5 separate regions of the Mus musculus genome follow, and all the other regions are linked to region 5. The links are chromatin contacts, called in public Micro-C, promoter capture Hi-C and targeted proximity ligation maps. All regions are on one chromosome and are shown on one strand. The core of a region is the stretch at or near the end of the contact, and the rest is flanking DNA. Distances in the headings are between cores, read along the strand shown.

The links. Promoter capture Hi-C pulls out the DNA fragments that hold promoters and counts their contacts. A called contact is a pair of places that touch in the nucleus more often than the background predicts.
Region 1: a contact with region 5 is called in a targeted proximity ligation map of pro-B cells, with 4 times the contacts expected there. A contact is called at or near these places in 15 of 39 promoter capture datasets (the 3T3-L1 cell line, the C10 cell line, HPC-7-derived erythroid cells and 8 more), 20 of 484 Hi-C or Micro-C datasets (the CH12 cell line, the HL-1 cell line, cerebellar granule neurons and 15 more), 17 of 130 datasets of targeted methods (the 230-238 cell line, T-cell acute lymphoblastic leukemia, acute myeloid leukemia and 9 more) and 3 of 9 other capture datasets (adipose tissue, liver and macrophages).
Region 2: a contact with region 5 is called in a promoter capture Hi-C map of the SN4741 cell line, with 2.4 times the contacts expected there. A contact is called at or near these places in 12 of 39 promoter capture datasets (the 3T3-L1 cell line, 3T3-L1-derived adipocytes, the C10 cell line and 6 more), 4 of 130 datasets of targeted methods (bone marrow-derived macrophages, embryonic stem cells and pancreatic cancer cells) and 1 of 9 other capture datasets (liver).
Region 3: a contact with region 5 is called in a promoter capture Hi-C map of pre-B cells, with 2.9 times the contacts expected there. A contact is called at or near these places in 8 of 39 promoter capture datasets (the 3T3-L1 cell line, the C10 cell line, the HPC-7 cell line and 3 more), 13 of 484 Hi-C or Micro-C datasets (the 63-12 cell line, the C10 cell line, the N1E-115 cell line and 9 more), 3 of 130 datasets of targeted methods (astrocytes, embryonic stem cells and large pre-B cells) and 2 of 9 other capture datasets (adipose tissue and macrophages).
Region 4: a contact with region 5 is called in a Micro-C map of embryonic stem cells, with 2.2 times the contacts expected there. A contact is called at or near these places in 13 of 39 promoter capture datasets (the 3T3-L1 cell line, 3T3-L1-derived adipocytes, the C10 cell line and 8 more), 12 of 484 Hi-C or Micro-C datasets (the CH12 cell line, cerebellar granule neurons, cortical glia and 8 more), 12 of 130 datasets of targeted methods (T-cell acute lymphoblastic leukemia, acute myeloid leukemia, bone marrow-derived macrophages and 6 more) and 1 of 9 other capture datasets (macrophages).

The regions. Positions count from the first base shown.
Region 1 is chr19:6,664,174-6,667,028 of GRCm38.p6, forward strand. No RefSeq gene overlaps it. Among named protein-coding and RNA genes, the nearest start is that of Gm32245, 98 kb to the left of the region's middle.
Region 2 is chr19:6,623,831-6,626,690 of GRCm38.p6, forward strand. No RefSeq gene overlaps it. Among named protein-coding and RNA genes, the nearest start is that of Gm32245, 58 kb to the left of the region's middle.
Region 3 is chr19:6,569,420-6,572,156 of GRCm38.p6, forward strand. It overlaps Gm32245 (a long non-coding RNA gene), which reads left to right. Exons shown (of 3, transcript XR_879496.3): 2 at 1,945-2,581. Among named protein-coding and RNA genes, the nearest start is that of Gm32245, 3.7 kb to the left of the region's middle.
Region 4 is chr19:6,643,544-6,646,430 of GRCm38.p6, forward strand. No RefSeq gene overlaps it. Among named protein-coding and RNA genes, the nearest start is that of Gm32245, 78 kb to the left of the region's middle.
Region 5 is chr19:6,417,432-6,420,131 of GRCm38.p6, forward strand. Nrxn2 (neurexin II) reads left to right here and starts at 1,325. Exons shown (of 23, transcript NM_001205234.2): 1 at 1,325-1,541. Gm14965 (a long non-coding RNA gene) reads right to left here and starts at 1,331. Exons shown (of 3, transcript XR_879495.2): 1 at 1,060-1,331; 2 at 46-229.

The DNA of each region.
Region 1 (2,855 bases), core at 13-2,512, 250 kb after region 5:
CAGATAAATATACACTTATTTTTCTAAATTCTGTCTGTTTATTTACAAGAAAACTGGTAAAAAGGTTTTCAGAAAAGGAGCCACGGTCATCTTCACCATCAGCAGCAGTATCCCCTTTGAGAAGGTTCCAGCTAGTGGGGTGTCTATGTAACCTCTCAGCCCTTTAGGGATCCCAGAGTCTGCTAAGCTGGCTAGAGGGTGGACGTCCGAGCTCTGACCTTCCCCTGTGCAGACACATCTGTGGGGCAGAATGGAGGCACTACACGGCTGGAGATGACACATGCCCTGGGCTCTTGCCCTCTGGTTCTGAGAAGGTGAGAGGAAGTGGCTCCATCTGCCCAGGAACACTTGTTAAAGGCGTACAAAGAGACCACCAAGTCTTTCACTTCTCAATTTATACACTTCTCCAAAAGCGTGGTGGTATCTAGAGCTAGCGGGGCTTTGGGGTTTGATCTCATTTTTTTGTATTTTTCAAGTTAAAATGCAGTTGGGAGCCCCAGGCATTGTGTGCCTTGGGACAGAAGAACATGTCATCCCCTGTGAAGAGCAAGCTCGATCAAGCCTGCACTGGGGGGTCTGCACACAGCGCTGTGTGGGCGCCACGGATCCCTGAGTGTCTTGCCATCCTTGCCTTTCTCACTCCCATGGCTCAGCGGAGGACCTGCCACAGAGGCAGTCACAACCAGCAACCTAAAACAGGTGCTGTCTGGCCCTCCACAGAAAAGGTTGGTCACTGGGCCAATAAGATGGCTCAGCTGGTAAGGGCACCTGCTTCGAAGCCTGATGACCTGAGTTTGGTTCCAGGGACCCACCTGGTAGAGAGGATGATTCTGCAGGCAGTCTTCTCCGAACACCTCACACGTGCTGTGGTGTGTACTACACAAGCACGTGAACACAACCAAAAGAAATAAATGTTAAAAAAATAAAAGGAAAAAAAAAGAAAAGTTGGTGACACCTTAAAAATTACAACTACACAATTACATGGAAAAATTACAGTGAATTGAGGTCTATGACATGAAGGTCCCAGCCAATGGCACCCAGGCAATGGAGAGGGAGAACAAGCCGTTGTTCCCTCAACACAACAGTTCACAACAACAACCCTAGATGGAAGTGGAGGTGCCTACAGGTGCCAAGTGGACCAACATCCACACAGGTGATGGAGATCAAGCCTCCTTCCCCAGGGCAGCAGGAGAGGAGGCCCAGCTGAAGCCGGACCCTGCACAACACCAGAACAGGCAGCAGGAACCACAGCTTTCACAAATAGGAACTAGAAAGACAAAAAAGGGGAAATGCTATTAAAAAGCTCTAAACGTAGCTGGGGGGCCTCGGGGGGTAAAGGCAGAACGAGGCCTGATGACCTGAGCTTTTATCCTCAGGACCCACACGTTAAAGGGGAGAATCGACTCCTCCAAACTGTCCTCTGACTTCCACCAGTGCACATGCGTGTACACACACACACACACACACACCTTTAATCCTAGCACCCCGAGTTGAAGGCCAGCCTGGTCTATACAGTGACAATCTGCCTCTGTAAAAAAAAATAAAATGAGTAAACTAGCTAGCTAACTAAGATGAGTCGAGGATGATGACACAGGCCTATAATCCCAGTCCTCGGGAGATGAAGGCAGAAAACCAGAAGTTCAAGGTCGTCCTTAGCCTGGAAGCGACTTAACTCATGGTTGGGCTGGGCTTCATGAGACTATGTCTTCAGTTAACTCATGGCTGGGCTGGGCTTCATGAGACTCTGTCTCAGAGGGGAAAGGTTAAAAATACGAGTGGAACTTGGGGTAGTGGTGGCACACGCCTTTATTTAATCCCAGCACTTGGGAGGCAGAGGCAGGTGGATTTATGAGTTCGAGGCCAGCCTGGTCTACAAAGTGAGTTCCACGACAGCCAGGGCTACACAGAGAAACCCTATCTTGAAAAACCAAAAAAAAAAAAAAAAAAAAAGAGTAGAACCTGAGACATGAGCAGTATGCTGATTTATCTTTATTTTAATCATGGGCGTCATGTTTAAATTGTTTGTCTGGGGGGTTGTTTGTTTTCCAGGCAAGCTTTTCTGTAGCCTAGGCTGGCCCCAAGTTCTTCATCTCCCTACCTCTAAGATGCACCAGTCTACCTCAGTGGCTCAGGCAACACTTAGTATCTTCGAGCTCCAAATCCACGGATTTAGCAAACGTTTGAGCTAAACTATTTAAAAAAAAAAAAAAAACCCCAGCATTTGTACTAAATATGAACAGACTTCTCTGTGCCGCTATTCTCTATTTACATAGCATTTGCATAGTATTGGGTCTTAGCAGAAATCTAGAGCCATTTTAAACTATAAGAGAGGATGCACCTAGGTTATATGCAAATATCATGCCATTTTATGCAAATAAGCATCTGCAGATTCCGTTGTGGGGAGGGCACCCTCTGCAGATACTGAAGGGCAGCTTTGTGTGGTTTAAGTATTCAAGGAGAAGGTGTGCTGAGCGCTCCTTTAATCCCAGCCTCCAGGCTGAGGCAAGCAGATGGTCTGTAAGTTCAAGATCAGCCTGGTCTACACAGCAAGATCCAGGTCTACACAACAAGATCCAGGTTAAGAAGCGAGCCCTGTTTTAAACAAACAAACTATTATTTATTTAAGTATAAATATTTAAATCAAACAATAACTTTAAAGTTTTTAAGATACATGAAAGGCAAGCAGGACAGCAATGCCTGCAATCCCAACACTCACAGAAGTCTGAGACAGGATTGCCACCATATCAAGGTCAGCCTGGTCTCCATAGTGAATACCAGACCAACCTGGGGCTGGAGAGATGGCCCAGCAGTTGAGAGCACGCACTGCTCTTCCAGGAGACCTGAGGTCAGCTGCT
Region 2 (2,860 bases), core at 206-2,705, 210 kb after region 5:
TGGTTATAATTGCTATTACTTTTCTCATGCTGAAAATATTTTCTTAATTATCAGGCATGGTAGCACATGACTTTAATCCAAGACCTCAGGAGGCAGAGGCACGTGGATCTGGGAGTTTGAGGCCAGCCTGGGCTGCACAGAGAGACCCTGGAGAGAGGAGTCTGGGGGAGATGGCCCATCTGTTACAAATACTTGCTCTTCCAGATAACCGGGGTCAATTCTCAGCATCAAACGGTGTCTCACAAGTGTAACTCCGGTTCCAAGGGATCTGAAATCTTTTTCTGGCTTCCATGGATACTGAATGCATACGATGCACAACCATACATGAATGCAAAAGACACATACACATAAAATAAAATAACAATAGAAAAATTAAAGAAAAACAGTTCATTAAAAAGCAGAAGCCAAGGGGCTGGGAGTCAGCTCAGTAGGTAAAGTGCTAAAGTGGGTAAAATGAGCACAAGGACCTGAGTTCAAACCCCAGAGCCTACAGAAAATGATGGTTCATGCTTGTCACCACAAGTAGGAGGCAGGAGTCACCTTCTTCAGTGCTGTGGCTACTAAGTGACCTATGCCTGTGCCCACCCCATGGCAGCAGCCTCTGTTAAGTTCAGTGAGTCACTGAACCACAAAACAAAATGCCTGAGCTTGGTGTGAAGGGCTCAGCAGGAGTGGGAGAGGCGAGAGGGGAATGGGGAGTGCAGCAAAGTGCATTACAGATGTATAAAGTTGTCAGAGAATAACGAAATAATTGCTGAAGAGAAATGAAAGGGCAGAGGGAAAGGGAGGGAGAAAGGGAGGGAGGGAAGGAGAGAGGGGAGAAGAAAGGGCAGAGAGAAAGGGAAGGAGAGAGGGAGGGAGGGAGGGAGGGAGGGAGGGAGGGAGGGAGGGAGGGAGGGAGGGAGGGAAGAAAGGCATTTTCTAGGGACTAGAGAGAAGGGCAGCGGTGCTGTTTCACTGGAACAGTTCCTCTGGGAAGATGGAGTTCCTGGGTGGTGGCGATGGCTGCACAGTCTTGCGGGTGAGCTAATGCTGAGATTTACCTGTTCATGTAAATGGCTCACCTGTCCATTCCATGTCCTGTCATTTCTGTCTCAAACACAAACCTGAATGTCAAAAGGCATCGACTTTACTGGGTGAGTAATGGTGAGTAATGGCTGTGTTAAGTTGACTCTTTTACATTACCTGGAATAGTTCTAGAATTATTAAAATTTCAGAATATATTAGATAAAACCCTGATAAAAAAGAACAATCCACAAACAGAAAATGACCCAAAGGCTTGCAGGAGTCTTCAGGTCGGGGTGACCCAGAAGAGCCAGGCAGAGGTTTTTATATTTGTTCTTTACTCTGAGAAGTTCAGACCCAGATAATAAATGCTGTTCCTTCCTACTCTGGCAAAGTCAATCAGACTGGCAGACAGATAGACAGACAGATGCATGTACACACACACTTGCTCTGAGGGGACTGACCTCAGCTGTCGTCGTCCCCCCCACTCCCACCCCATGTGTGGAAAGACAGAGGGATAGAGGCTGGCAGTCGGCTCTGGGTCACATGATTTCTGCGCTGAGGGGGGTGGGGGGGGCACCAGAGACAGAGAAGGAGGGAGGGAGTGGGTGTGGGAGCACTGGAGCAGCTGGGTCTCCTGAGGGTGGAGAGGCTGAGGCCAGGCTAGACCAAGGGTGGGAATGTATGCTCTGATAGGAAGACAGGGTCAGATGCCACATGGAGCTCCATTCTCTACCAGACCCCAAAGCAACAAAGTTGGGGCCTGGGGACAAACCCCGCATAATCACATATGTTGATGGAGACCTCTGGCCACTGTCTCCAGGAGAAGCACAAGGCAGATGAGATACAAGCTTCAATGTGTCAGGGAGGTTGGAGTCACCCACAGGAAGTGATGCCTGAGGCGACTGGGGACAAGAGGTGGAATGTTCCCAAGAGAGGGTCCAAGGTCCTAGGGCAGGATGGAGCCTGGGGAACTCTGGGAGCCAGAGGAATGTGGGCAGAACAAGAGTAGAGACGAAGTATGTATAGCCTGTGTTAGCCTTCTCATTGCTGTGAACCAATGTCTGACAGGAGTGGGCAAGAGGAGGAAGGGCTGAGGGGAGGGGAGAGGAGGAAGGGGTGAGGGGAGGAAGGGCTGAGGGGAGGGGAGAGGAGGAAGGGCTGAGGGGAGGAAAGGCTGAGGGGAGGGGAGAGGAGGAAGGGGTGAGGGGAGGAAGGGCTGAGGGGAGGGGAGAGGAGGAAGGGCTGAGGGGAGGAAAGGCTGAGGGGAGGGGAGAGGAGGAAGGGCTGAGGGGAGGAAGGGCTGAGGGGAGGGGAGAGGAGAAAGGGGTGAGGGGAGGAAGGGCTGAGGGGAGGGGAGAGGAGAAAGGGGTGAGGGGAGGAAGGGCTGAGGGGAGGGGAGAGGAGGAAGGGCTGAGGGGAGGAAGGGCTGAGGGGAGGGGAGAGGAGGAAGGGCTGAGGGGAGGAAAGGCTGAGGGGAGGGGAGAGGAGGAAGGGCTGAGGGGAGGAAGGGCTGAGGGGAGGGGAGAGGAGAAAGGGGTGAGGGGAGGAAGGGCTGAGGGGAGGGGAGAGGAGAAAGGGGTGAGGGGAGGAAGGGCTGAGAGGAGGAAAGGGGAAGGGGAAGGGGAAGGGAGGAAGGGAAGAATGGATGAGGGGAGGAAGGGCTGAGGGGAGGAAGGGTATTGACTCTAGTTCACCATAGCAGAGAAAGCGAGGCAGCCTGTCCCATCACATCTGCAGTCAGGAGCAGAGAGAGACAAATGCTGGTGCTTGGCTGACTCTCTTTCTTGTAGTTTGGGGTCCAGCCTGTGTAATGGTCCTGCCCACAGTTAGGGTGAATTCTCCCACTCCATTA
Region 3 (2,737 bases), core at 197-2,696, 150 kb after region 5:
CCACAGGGGCCTGGAGGACCTCCCAGGCTCCCTGACTCAGTCCCTATCAAGGACAGTGTGGCCACATCCCCCAACTCCACGGTGCTTGGATTTAACATTGACCACAAGAGAAAGTTATTCCACACCATTCTAAAAGTCAGTCCCTACCCCCATCAAAAAGGCACTGATGGCTTTGCCAGGTAGACCCAGCCCGGGCCAGGGCTGCAGAGGCAAAGCCCCGTGTGACATCCTCCCGTGTTTCAGACGTGTGTGAACACTGACTGAGGAGGACTGGAAAGGATCTGGAACCTTCGGAGAGAACAACAGAGAGTTGTGGGTAATGGCAGGGTTAGAACTTCAAAGCTTCTGATTTGAATAACAAAAGATACTCTGTGGTCCCTGGGAGAGCCAGGAAGCCTTGAAGAGGTTGGTGGTGGGGGTGGGGGTGGGCTCTGGATGTTGGCTTCCTTCTAATTTATCAAGAAGAGGGAGGGGGAAAAACCCTAAAAATGAAAGATTGCAAAAAAAGTATTTGATCTCATTCTTTTTGTTCAGAGATGTATTATTTGTGATTATAACCTATAGGTGGTTAACTATAGTGCAAAACAAATGATTTTCCTTCTTAGATCTTGGGGCTTTTTCGGCTTTTGGTTTCTGAGATGAGCTCATGTAGCCCAGGCTAGCCTACTGTATCCTGTTTTCTGTGGTGCTGGGGATTGAACCCAGGGTTTTCTGCATGATAGACAGGAGCTCTACCCACTGCGCCACCCTCCCAGCCCCAGCTTTGGTGTTAATGAAGACCAGGTTCCAGGCAAGCCGGAGCTTCATTCTTCAGAGGTTCCGTTGGATGTCACTGCCAACTCAGCGTGCTTACAGGGGCATGTGCTAATCGCCAAAGCTTCTCTAAGGCAGGGCCTCTCTGTGCAGGGCATGGTGGGTGATGGAAGGGGAACAGGAAGCTGTTTGGCCAAAGTTCAAGCTCAGTTTCCCTCCAGCAACTACTCGCGCCCCTGGGACTTACTTTTCCCATCTGTGAAATGGCTTGTAAGGAGACAGTCAGCACTTGTCACCTCATGGGTAGAGCAAGGCCTGGCTTCCCAACTGGATGAGGAGCAGCCACGAGTCGCTTGCTACACAAAGCCCTAACCTTCCTTCTCCACCCTGATGGCTGGCACCATGGCATGCCCACCCTGGCTAGGCTGGCCCCTTACTGTTCTCCAAGGGCTTGTTTGGTCCTCTTCACCTTGGGCCCTGCTAGCTGGCCTGTTTCTGATAGCTCTCCTGGTGTCTTCACAGAGTTCTGTGTCTTCTGTCCTCTGCAGAATATCTGCCACATGTTTTCTTAAAATAGCTAGCCTCAAGTAACAGACTCATTTCCCTGGAGACATCAAGGGTTCTATGAGGCACGTGGGAGACACACTGGCTGTGATCCGAGGCGAGACAGGTGGTAACAGAGATATTGTGATGGGCAGTGATAGTGAGGATACTAGTGATGGTGCTGATGGTGGGAATGGTGGGCATGGCAACGGTGGTGGTGATGGTGGGGATGATGGGAAGGTTGGGAATTATAAGGGGGAACATGGTGATGATGGTGGGGGGATGGTAGAGATGATGTGATGGAGAAGGTGGTAGGACCCAGAACCTTCTCATTTTCCGATAAAAGATGAAAGTATTGCTTGTTTCTGTTTTTAACTCCTGGTTTTAAGTGTTGGTAATGCCCCCTCTCAAGTCAATGCTGTGTGGTCCCTGTAACTTTAATTTTTTCAAAGCCTACTTCTAATGACGGTTCTTAAACACTTTGACCTCCCACCACCCACCAGAGGTAGTAGGAAAGAAAGGATACAGGGGGAGTGGACCTGCTTAGAAAGATTCTCTGGAGCAACTCCTGTGTTGTCTGGAAATTGGCAGTTCAGTTTACAGGTTAGCAGGCGGCAGCAGCTTGATCCACTCATGAACACTTCACAGGTACACCAGCAGTCCAATTCAATAGAGTTCAGGATAGCAAACATGAATCAGCAGCGGTGACATGACCTAGCAGAGACAGCCAGGCCTCAGCCTCAGCTCGAGTCAGCAGGAGGTACCAACAGGACTCCAGGAAAAGTTCTTGGCTGTGTCTCTCAGTGAAGTGAAGATCAGCGAAGACACAAGACCAAGAAGCGTCGTACAGCTACCTCTACAAGCAAGCCCTCTCACAGTCTGCTGAGCCCTATTTATACTCCCTCCAAACATCACATGTCTTCCATGGATCTTGCCTCAGCAACACGAGTCTGTCTTAGCTGATGTCACTCTGCCAATTGAACCTTGGAAGCAAGAAGCCTCAGCACACCATCAGAAGGTTTTTGGTACATTTCTCTCTATGGGGTCCTGACAGATGCAGCTCAACTATGCACTGTAAGGTGTCATTAGTGAACAATCCTTCATCACGTGTCCTTTCACATGCTTGCCTTATTAGCAGAACATCCTTTCACCTGTGTCCACTTCAGAAGAACATTCCTTCACGAGTCTGCCCCTGCAAAACACCATCTGACGCAACTGACAAGTTTCCACTTCAGGTCCCCACTTGGCAGGGATCACAGGCTTCTGGATGGAACATTCACAAATGGTGAGTGTCACTGCCTTCCTGTGGTTCCCAGTGGGGTGTGGCCAGCTAGATGGTGAGATAAAGAGACCCCAACAGGTCTCCCATGAAAAGAGGCCTTATTCTGCACTGACCAGGACAGCAGGCAGGTGGCCAAGAAGGGGGTGGACATAGTCAGCT
Region 4 (2,887 bases), core at 313-2,812, 230 kb after region 5:
GATTTGAAGCCTTCTCCACAGGAGGCAACTTGTGTCTGATACTGTGGCTCTGGCTAAAAGCCCATGACTCCTGAGGCCACAGGCGCTAGGAAAGAGTCTAGCTAAGTGCACGTTCTGCTACGCGCACGTTCTGCTAAGTGCACGTGTCAAGCTCTTTTCGATATTTATGCTTAGTGCTGCTCAGGCTTGGTCAGGAAAGCTCCTCTCTGCAGTGGGCAGCAGTTACTGCAGAGACTCAGATCTAGTCAGAGAGTGGAGACTAAGTGACTGCTGAGGGCTCAGTCCTAAATTAACACAGCATAAAAAACAAACAAATGAAAAAACAGCTGTAGCAATTTCACCTCCAAAGAGCACTGTGAGTGGGGAAGACTGTAGAAGCCGGCGGATGGACCGGCTCTGGGAAGCGCTTTCCTCTGGACAGGACTCGCCCAGCCACTCAGGCACTCCTGCTCTGCTCACTGCACACGATCAAGCCACAATGATCAGTCTGTGACTTAGTGGGGAAAGGAAGGGAGGAAGGGAACAGGCTGAGGGAGAACTCCAGGGTGGAAGAATTGGGGAATGGGGAAGACCAAGTTACACTATATACAATGTACAAAATTTTCAAAGAATAAATAAAATATTCAAACCCTGTATGAAATATTCTAGAAAATAACTTCAGCTTGTGTGTGTATGACACATGCTGACACACACATAAATTCCCCATTTAGACTTGGGTTCTGGTCGTTCCCAAAATACTTCATTGTTATACACAAATATCCCATAAGTCCAAAATCCAAACCACTTCCTGTCCAGGAATTTCTGATCTGGGATACACAGCTATATGAACAACAAAATGCAATTAAAATCTTTATATTCAATAGATGCTGTTCTGGCTAGACTTGTGTCAACTTGACACAAACTAGAGTCATCTGAAAGGAGGGAACCTCAGTTGAGAAAATGCCTTCATAAGATCCAGGTGCAAGGCAATTTCTTAATACTTAATTACTACCAAATTACTTAATCACTATTGATGGGGAAGGCCCAGCCCTTGGTGGGTGGCCCTATTCCTAGGCAGGTGGTCCTGGATTCTGAGAGAGAGAGAGAGAGAGAGAGAGAGAGAGAGAGACAGAGAGAGAGAGAGAGAGACAGAGAGAGAGAGAGACAGAGAGAGAGAATATGTGAGCACGCTTATGGGTGAACATTTGTATGCAGGTACACATGTGTGTGAAGGTCAGAGGCTAACCTCATGTGCTCTTCCTCAAGGGTTGTTCACTTGTTTTTGGAGGCAGGGCCTCCCACGGGGACCCAGGACTCTCCAAGGGGCTTTGGCATATAAATTTAGAGGTAATATAGACTTCATACAATTGCTTGTTGTGGCGTGGTACAAGGCAAAGCAACCTGGCAGACACTCCCAGACTACCTAAGCAGGAGTGAAGTCTTGGGACTAAAGTCAGCGCCATTTGACCCGCTTGCTGCAGACAGAATTTAAGTATCACCTGCCAATAAAAAGCCGCTAGCCAATGAGCTGAAGCAGGAAATGGGAGGTGGGACACTGGCAGGAAGAGAGAGGATTCTGGGAAATAGTAAGGGATAAGAGAGACTGCGAGCTGGGAGAGAGGGCCAAGAAGGCCCAGCAGGCATATGAACTCAGGGAGACGCTGAGGAAGATCCTGAGGAGACTCAAAAAAGCAGGCCTGTACTAAGACAGGTAACTAACCAGGTGGTAGGCATAGAGAAGTTTGAATAGTTAAATAAGTCATGAGCTAGTAAGGGAATGAGCCAAAGCTATGGCCAGCACATTTAATAATAAATAATTAGTCTCAGAGTCATCATCCCGGAACTGGGAAAAGAAAAAACAGATTTTTAAAATCATTGTTACAACTTGCAGAGGTGACATTCTGTAACGTAGCCCCCAGCACCTAGCCACGGTTGGGGACCTAAGATCAGGCCGTCAACAGACGTCTTCTTTTATGTCTGTTTCTGTTTTAGAAACTCCACATTTGAAATTTGACTCATTGACACTGAACTTCAGACAACAGTCGTGTTATTCATGTCTGGAGGAAGACGGAAGGCAGAGCATTGTGTTCCCGGGGGTGCACAGCAGGCTGGAGCGGAGTTCACATGGGGATCATTTTAAACAGTAAAGTCACCAACACACACACGCACACCCCCGAGGGGATTCAGGAGGTGGCTCCGTGGGTAAGGTTCTTGCTTTGAATGCATGAACACTGGAAATCGGATCCCCAGGCAGAAGTCAGGGAATCCCTGAAGCAAGCTGGCTGCTAGAATTGGCAAGCTCAGGGTGCAGTGAGAGACCCCTGCTGACTCCTGAGGTTGACTTCTAGTCTTCCATATTTATGCATGCACATATCCTAAATATGTGTGTGGGGATGGGGTGGGTGAGATGCTGTGTGTGTGTGTGTGTGTGTGTGTGTGTGTGTGAGTGTGTGTGTGTGAGCCCTCCAGAGCATGCTCATCTCAGCTTGGGCAAAGCTGGGCTGAGACAGTACTAGCTCAATTCTTTTCTCTGAGCAAAGCTTTCCTTCTAACAGGTGACCTTCGATCTCAGGTCTCATTCTTCGATTTTCTCTCTAATGAGAAAAGCAATAAAAAGTAGACCAAAGTTCACCCCCTGGGACCTGTGTTATGCACGTTCAAGAGCAAAAGCATGGGTGCAGATCCCCAAGTGCTCGGGGGGTTGGGGGGTTCACTGGGGGTCACCGTGCCCTAGTGCAGGGCAGAGAGGGTTCGCCACCAGGGCCTTCATCCCACCTTCACTGCTATTGCAGGTGGAGGGTGGATGAACCCAGAGCTTTGTCCCCATGGCTCCCAGTCCCTCCCTCCTGGGATTCTTCTTTGCCAGTTCCTCAAAGCAAGACCAGATACAAAATCCACTGCAAATGGA
Region 5 (2,700 bases), core at 75-2,574:
AGGTTATGGATCGAGTGTGTCCCCCCACCCCCCGTGGTGACTTACCATGGTGGGGCATCTCTGCAGTGTCCCTTTGTGTTTCTTGGAAACGCTGGGCACACATGAATAGGTGTGCATGGCTGTGTGCCCCCATGTGTATCTGCATACATTAGTGGTTGGACGTGTGTTCTTGCATATTGCCTCTGGCTAAGGAAATGCCAACTGCTACCAGCTGTGCAGATCACAGGCCCTGTAACAGAAATCAGGGGCCTGGAGAGAACTGGCAAAATGGTCTGCCACACACCCACGGCCACACCCACGCCGGCACACTGTCTCATTGAGAAGCCTTGTGTCCAACTTAGGTAATGGTATACACACCTAGGCGCTGGATCTACCTTTTCTCGGTGGAGTAAATGAAGAGGGGTGTTCCTTCCTCACACTCTGACACAAACACGGCGATGCAGACATTCTTACTGCAGAAGACTTGCACGCCAGGACCACACTCTGAAACTCACAGCTAAGGGTAGGAGCTCGAAGGGAAGATTCTACTAGATTTGTATTCAGTAACAGGGAGTGGGTAGCTTCCACCCCACCACTAGCCTTTTCCTACCCCAGAAAAGCCTTCCACAGGGGTGGAAAGCTGGTTCCAAACTCTGGGATTCCCATGAGTCTGGGCTGGGAAACCCCACTGTCTCTAGCTTAGAATCTTGCCAACCTCCAAGCTTCGTCCTTATCTCAGAAAAGCCCCTAGCTCTTCAGTTCCGGAGGCTTCCAGCTAGAGGATACAGAGACAGTGATTGGTAGGGTCTCTGCGAGCGACTGGAAAAGCCACTAGCAGTCCTGGGGTGGGAGAGGCTTCCTTGGCTCCGGGTAGCCCAGGCCAGCCCCCCCAGACTCAGCCAGCAGAGGGCGCTGTGGCCAAGGCCCTGCTCGGGTCCTGCTCTCTCGGTGCCTCAAGTCGGGGTTCAGTCCTCTCCTTTGGTTTGTCCCAGCCCTGGGCACTATCTTCGGGACCCGCCGGCAGGGGCGGGTGGGTGTGGGATCCAACAACCCAACCAAAGGTAGAAGGGGCTAGGGTACCTGGATTCCCAAGACCCCGAGCCTGGGGAGAGCACCTGCTGGGTTAAGAGGCCTGGACGTCCGGGCAAAGGTCCAGAGAGGTGGGAAAGGGCTCGGATGCCCTGGGGCCGGGACGCCTGGGTCCTCGCGGAGGAGGGAGGCGGGTCATGGAGCCGCGGGACTGGCGGCTTCTGCATCTTCGCATTGGCTGTGCCACTCGTCCGTCAGTGTTGCGTGGCCCAATGCGTGTGCTTGGGGGGCGGGTCCTGGTGCTGATGCTGCCGTCAGTCGGTGTTGCAGGGATGCGGCGGCGGGAGCAGCCGCCCTGACTCTCAGAGCATCCTCCTCGGAGCGGCACCGCGGCGGGGCGGGCGGGGACGCGGCGGGGACCAGGAGGCGCGAGGCAGCCGATATCGCTGGCCCAGGATCTGTTACCTGCCGTAGACCCAGCGGTCTCTAGGCTCGGATCCCTACCCTTCAGCTCCTGGCGCCCCCAAAACCAGGTATGGGGGGGGGGCTGCGGCGGAGACGGGTGGGGGGCGGGAGCCAATCGGGGGAGGGGAGCGGGTCGGAGGGGGCGGCGGATGCAGAAAGGACGGATTGGGGGGCGGGGGCGCCGAGCAGAGAGGGCTGGCTGGGTGACAGCGAGGAGGCGAAGCCGCTGGGGGAGGTTGGGGGACTCCCTGTGGAAGGGGCATTGGCCCTGAGCTGGGGCGAATGCAAGGTGGTGAGGGAGGGTCGATGGGGGAAGGGGGTCTGAAGGAGGGGCATCCATAGGGCTGTGAGAAGGGCTCTGAAATAGGGGTGGGGGGAGGTCCCAGTCTATGCTGGTCCTGGCAGCTGGAAGCAGTGATGGACCAGAGAAGCTGCGAGCTGTTGTGGTCTGAAGGGTCTGCAGGGGAGAAACACTGGTCTTAGTGGGAGAGGAGGCAGGCTGGAGAGAGGTTTGGGAAGTGGAGAGGGAGGTCTGGGGGCAACCACTGAAGAAAAGACTACTGGGGGATGGGAGCCAAGGGGAGAGGAGGTTATCAGGAGGGAGCAGAGGGGAAGATGCCAGGATGCTCTAGGCATAGATGAGTCTGTGACGGGGAAGAGCTGGACAAGATGGGGGGCCTGAGGGAGAGGAGAGAAGCTTGCTGGGGAGAGCTGGGGGGTGACAGAGAGGGAAACCGGTCGAAGGAGGCTCTGCTTGGCTGAGAATATACTTGAGGGCAGCGGTGGGGCTCTGGTCACAGAGTACTGGAAGGGTAGAGGAGTCTTCTGAGCCCTGGGCTTATCCCTCCACCTCAAAGAGGTGGGAACCATTTCTCATGCTCCAGCCTTCTCCCCCAGAGGGAGGAGCAGTCTGCCTGGGTTCTTTGGGATGGGGGTATGACCACAAGGACCCTGGGTGGGCTCCTGGAGGTGAAATTGGATTTGTGGGGGTTATTGGGCTGTTCCAGTTGCCTTTGCCGTCACCCCCTCTTGAGGCATCCAGGGCCTTAATGAACCGGCAGGGATGGGAGGGGTAGTTCCTTGGTGCTCCACAGCGAAAGGGTGCCCAGCTCCACAGTGCTCAAGAAAATCTGAGGGGGTGGGTCTTGGGTCTCCAGCCCCCTTGACTACTTCCGGCTTTCAAACACCCTCGTTCTTTGCACATATTGTGGGTGGGTGGGGTAGACA